Linked DNA regions of Sus scrofa: region 1 is linked to region 2. Evidence: chromatin contacts called from public Hi-C data. All regions are on one chromosome and are shown on one strand. The core of a region is the stretch at or near the end of the contact, and the rest is flanking DNA. Distances in the headings are between cores, read along the strand shown.

Evidence for each region. A called contact is a pair of places that touch in the nucleus more often than the background predicts.
Region 1: a Hi-C map of liver shows a contact between it and region 2, with 5 times the contacts expected there. The contact joins two enhancer-like sites. A contact is called at or near these places in 1 of 5 promoter capture datasets (liver) and 6 of 47 Hi-C or Micro-C datasets (fetal liver, liver and skeletal muscle).

The regions. Positions count from the first base shown.
Region 1 is chr4:11,893,245-11,896,064 of Sscrofa11.1, reverse strand. No RefSeq gene overlaps it. Among named protein-coding and RNA genes, the nearest start is that of MYC, 570 kb to the left of the region's middle. Within about 2 kb of position 1,269, at least 28 of the 83 cell types and tissues checked have an H3K27ac peak or open chromatin away from gene starts, as enhancers often do. A contact at or near this core is called in liver, where this site is marked.
Region 2 is chr4:11,777,740-11,780,485 of Sscrofa11.1, reverse strand. No RefSeq gene overlaps it. Among named protein-coding and RNA genes, the nearest start is that of MYC, 680 kb to the left of the region's middle. Within about 2 kb of position 1,290, at least 10 of the 83 cell types and tissues checked have an H3K27ac peak or open chromatin away from gene starts, as enhancers often do. A contact at or near this core is called in liver, where this site is marked.

The DNA.
Region 1 (2,820 bases), core at 20-2,519, 120 kb before region 2:
TCTCCTCCTGCCACATCTCTGGGCACTGGGGCACAGAGAGGTTTTAGCCGCACGGCTGTTGAGGTGTGCGGCTGGGCTTCCAAGTTCAGCCAGCTGGGTCCCAGGTCTGTACCACCTCCGTGGGGCCTGAGAGCTCCCATCACAGGTGCTTGAAAGATATTTTTGCATTTATGGGCGCCCCTCCTCTTATCTAGCTGGTTTGGGGCCATGCAGAATGAGTCAGCCAGTCACAAGCCTGCTCCCAAGGCCAGCTTCCAGGTGACAGAGACAAATGCCACACTGGATCAGAACACACAGACCTGCCGGACCAGCAGGCCTTCTGCTCAAGTCCTTGGCCACACTCTGCCATTTTGCTCATGGAAGTGTCAGCACTGTCTGCCTACCACCTTCCTGATGGGAAGCGGCTTGCTGTGGGATCGGTTTGAGGTCTCCTTGAAGCTGCTTCATCTTTTTTTTTTTTTTTTTTAAATAGCTGTTGGTAGAGCCTTGCTGAGAGGCCCAGAGCTGAGTCATCTTCAGGGCAAGCTGCTTTTGTATCTGTTGCCAACTGCCAGAGAGGCACTCTCTGCTTTTCTGATGCAAGAGACAGAAAGCTTCCATCTCTGACACAATGTCACCCCACTGGCTGGCTCTGTCCACACGGTTCAACAAACCAGTTTAGCCTGGAGGGAGAGAGAGACAAAGGGAGAGAGAGAGAGAGGAGAGAGAGAGTGAGAGAGAGAGAGAGAGAGAGAGAGAGAGAGAGAGAGGAGAGGGAGGGAGGGAGAGGAGGAGAGTCTTTAAACTCTGCGATAAAACCCGAGTCCTACAGGTCACACATCTGGCATGACCAGGCAGAGGGATGAGGTCGTATCTGGAATCGTGCTCCTGCTTCCCAACCTTGCCCTATGCTCCTCAGAAGCCAGGAACCGTGCCTCAAGGAAGAGGGTTGACTCCCTGCCCTAAGCCTTTGTTTCTGTAAAATGATGACTAATCTTGCCTAACACACCAGGTTGTTGGGGGATTGACTTTGTAACACAAAAGAGAAAGTGCCCCCACCCCCAACGACGGCCACCCTCAGACTGTGTCCGAGTCTGGTGCGGTCCACTTTCATAGGCCACTAAACCCTTCCTTCCTAGAATGCCTCCCTCTGACTGTGTGATTAATTGTGCCTATTGTTTGGTACCTGTCACCCTTCTTGGAACGGGAGATCAGCGTGTGCTGGGACAATGTCAGCCTTGTTCACCACTCCGTCTTGGCTGTCTAGCCAAGGGACTGGCAGCCAGGGCGGGTCCTAGATTAATATTTGTTGAATGATTAAACTGCAAGTGGTTTGAACACATTCCTCCTGGGTTTCCATCGGTCCCTTGCATTTGGTTCAACCCTCCCCACACCATACTGCTCAGAGGAGACCGAGTCCTCTTTGTAAAGTACAAATCCAACTTTTCATGCCTTTCCTTAAAGACCTGCTCTTCCCTTTATAGACAAGGAATAGTCCAGCTCCCTGTCTTCAAGCCCCGGTCTTTCCTCTTCATCATTCGAGCTCTCGTCATCCGGGGGGCACTGGGGTGGCTGCACCATTTAGAGCATCTCCGTTTTTTCACATGACATCCCCTCTGCCTAAAATATTCTCTCCTGGAGTTCCCATGTGGCTCAGTGATAACAAACCCACTAGTATCGGTGAGGTTGAGGGTTCGATCCCTGACCGCGCTCAGTGAGTTAAGGATCCAGCGTTGCTGTGAGCTGTGGGTGTAGGTCACAGATGTGGCTTGCATCCTGTGTGGATGTGGCTGTGGCTGTGGCTGTGGTGTAGGCTGGCAACTGCCGCTCTGGTTTGAACCCTAGCCTGGGAAATTCCATATGCTGCCAGGGTGCAGCCCTACAAAGCAAACAAACAAACAAAATCAAAACTGGCCTCTCCTGCTCAGAAGTCTTCTTCCCACATGTTCTTCTTGGAAAATTCTGGCATGTTACCTCCTCTGTGAAGTCTCCCTGACATTACCATGCCTCCAAGGAGAATCATGGTTCTCTTTTTGTGTCTCTGCTCTGTTCTACCCTTCATTTCCTAATTGCCCATTTGTCTTCCCCTGAAAGATAGGACGTTCGGGGGAGATGGGGGATGGTAGGTGGTGGGAGGGGCGGGGGCCCGAAGTCATAATGGCACCGAGTGAAAGGACCGAAAAGAAGGCTGTAAGGACAAGCCTGCACCCGCAATAGAGGCGTTTCAGTGGCAGGATGGACGCTGGATGTGCCGCATCTCTCAGGCACCTGCAGCAGCTGCAGCTGAGGATGAGTTCCGCAAGGGACCGCACACCAGGTGAGAGCGTGTGTGCCAGTGTTCCCGCGCCAGGCCTGGCACGCGGCCCGGAGTCAGGCGCCGATCCAGATTAGGCTTCAGTTCCCTCTATAAGCAAACAGCAGGGCAGGGAACAGAGGCGCCTGCTAATTTTGAGCGAATCAATGCCTTCCCTGCTGGAGTCAGCCTAAAGCAGGTCAAGAATCAAGCCAGGCCCCCTTGCTGAATCAGCTGGTCCTCGGTGGTGCCAGAGGTGTGCGGCTGGGGTTTTGCCCGGAACTTCAGAGAACTGGTTATTGGGCCCATGCTATCTAGCTGGATAGGGGACATTTTGAAATAAAAAGTAGAAATTAATGGCATCGGAGCAAGAACCTAGACTTCAGAGTCAGACAGATCTGATTTTCTTCCCGAGGGACCAGGGATAATCACATAACTTTCTGACCTCAGTGTACCCTTCTATAAAATGGAAATAATTATAGTATGTGCCTGATGCCCTACCGAGGATTATACATGATACTATAGAGCAGTGCTTACCCTAGAGCAGT
Region 2 (2,746 bases), core at 41-2,540:
CCGTTCTGGCTTTGTCATCTTCTGGAAAACAGACCTACGAGGACCTTTCCTCACACCATAGACTAGACATCCAGTCCAAAGTCTGTCACTGTACCTTAAGATGAGCTGGATTTCCTTCTGGCTGTGTGGCCCCAGCTACCACTCTTCCAAAAACGATTTGGCCCCACTCAAGTTCAATGCAGAACTTTTTCCTCCTTCTTAAGGGGCACTTCTTCTGGATTCTGGACAGCATCCATTCATGTTACAAACCACACCTACTTTGTAGGCATGTGTCTCTCATTTATTCTTTAGAGCAATCACATCATGCAGAGAATGACAGTCCCATTTCATAGATAGGAACATAGAGGGATTTGATCCCTTGGCAAAGGTGAGGGGTATTCCATGGAGTACCCACCGTGGTGCAATGGGATCGGCAGCATCTCTGTAGTGCTGGGGATGCAGGTTTGATTCCCAGCCCTGTGCAGTGGGTTAAGGATCTGGCATTGCCACAGCTGTGACAATTCCATATGCCATGGGCTGGCCGAAAGAGAACCAAAAAAAGGCCAGGGTACTCCTGTGATGTTAACTTCAATCTCCCTGCCTCCACTTTTCCCTGCTCTAACCCAGCTCTACAAATTGTCCTGATGCACGGCTATCCTTGAAGACAAATATGATTTCTACCAAGCTTTGGATAAACTTACTTCTTTTCATGATCTATTAATTTTCTCTGCCTCGATTTTCCCATCTATTGAAAAAACAAAAAGTAATAAGGCTGAGTTACCCATGTTTGGTTTGTTGAAGTAGTCTAAATTCTTCTGAATCAGGATGAATGCAAATTGCCTTGTTGTTTCACTAATTAATAGTATCTGCTTGGAAATGCAACTATTAGTGCACAATAAATGATAAGGCTGATAATTACGGAAGACAGTAATTGCTTATTTTTATTTTGCCCTTAACTTTCCTCCCACTTTATCTTCCTGAGTTATAGCTACCTCTGTAGGGGTTAACAAAACATATTAGAAAATCTAAACAATACGTTCCTTTCCCAAGGGTTTGGAAATTGATGAATCACCTTACTCTGCTTGCAGCGTTCAAACTGTGTGTTTGACACATGGCCGGAAAAGTGGGCCCTTTGAAATTCGAGCTGAGTACAGATCATGTCACCTGCCTGGCGCGTGACCTGTTCCTCTCACCACCTGACCCCCTGTGCCCAACGTCACCTGGTGCCTGAAATCTGGAAGCGGAAAGTCCTTGACTGGAGTCAGCGGAGAGAAAATTGTCACCTGCTTGGGCACAAACATGCCTGGTGACTGCGTCACTGTTTGTTAAATGGGATCAGCTAATAGTTGCACAGCGGACCTTCAAAGCCTACAATGGGGCTGATGAAGTTTCTGTAAATTCACTCTCTGTGTGACGGCCTTGGACTTTGAATCTCAAGTACACTGGGAGCATTTTGAGCTTGCCGACAGGCATGCACTCTGTTTGGTTCAACTGCAATGGAAGAGAACTGCCTTCATTTCTACCACCCCTCACCTGGACCCAGCCGCACTCTTGCCTCAAGGCTTTTGCAGTGCTGTTCCCCTTGCCTAGACACGCTTCCCCCCATGCCAACGTGACTTGCTCCAATGTTTCACTTAGCTACCGCCTCACTAATCATCTCCTTAGAGACCTTCCAATCGCTCTCTTTCTCCTTCCCCCGCCTTATGTTTCTCCAAAGCACCTGATTCCAATCTACATATTTATTTGACTGGTAGTCTCCTGGTCATCCGAGGCAGAAGCCCCATGTCTGTGTGCCCTGCTCTGCCCCCAGTGCCTGCAGCAGGACCTGATTCTGAATAAACCCTCAATAAATATTTTTTGAATAAAGGAATGAGTGAAGGAACTATTTCCCCCAATTTCACAAATGGAAAAACTGAAAAATAGAGAGAGGGAATAAACTAGACAAGTTCGATAGCCACTTAGGGGTAGAGCGAGATTTAACACTTTGATTTCCGAGTTCACAATCCCGTTATGTTTTCCTTCCCTTTAACTCTGTCCTCCAATATTCGGCAGCTAAGACGTCCCTGACTCACCATTTGCTTACCAGCCTTTAACCATTTCATGTCTGTGGATAGAACTAGAATTTTATGAGAGATAAATGCTTATGAACTCAGTTCTTATTGAATTGATCTGTTTCACAACTCTTTCAAAGGCAAAGTTAATGGGACGTTGATTAAGCTTCCTATTACATTTTGAAAACATTTTATTTGTTATGTTTTTCTTTTTATGGCCTCACCTGTGGCACATGGAAGTTTCTAGGTGAGAGGTCGAATCAGAGCTGCAGCTGCCAGCCTATGCCATGGCCACACCTAATCCAAGCCGCATTGTCACAGCTTGAGGCAATGCCTGATCCTGAACCCACTGAGCAAGGCCAGGGATCGAACCTACGTCCTCAAGGACACAATGTTGGATCCTTAACCCACTAAGCCTCACTGTTGACTCCTAAAAACATTTTAAAATATAAGTGATTATAAGCATTTATCATATAAGTGAAGATATGCATAAATTATTAAGTAAAAATAAATACTTTATTCCCATACCTAAGTAATCTTTTAAGTATATTAGCATGAATAGTTAATAATTAAAATCATGCTGTATGTAAAGTTTTCTGATGTTTTTATATGTTCCATTTTAGACATGTTCTGATGTCACACAATTTAACCTTGGCTTGGAGACTACATCTATTCCAATATCTGAGCATATCATAATTTTACTTAACATTTTTCCT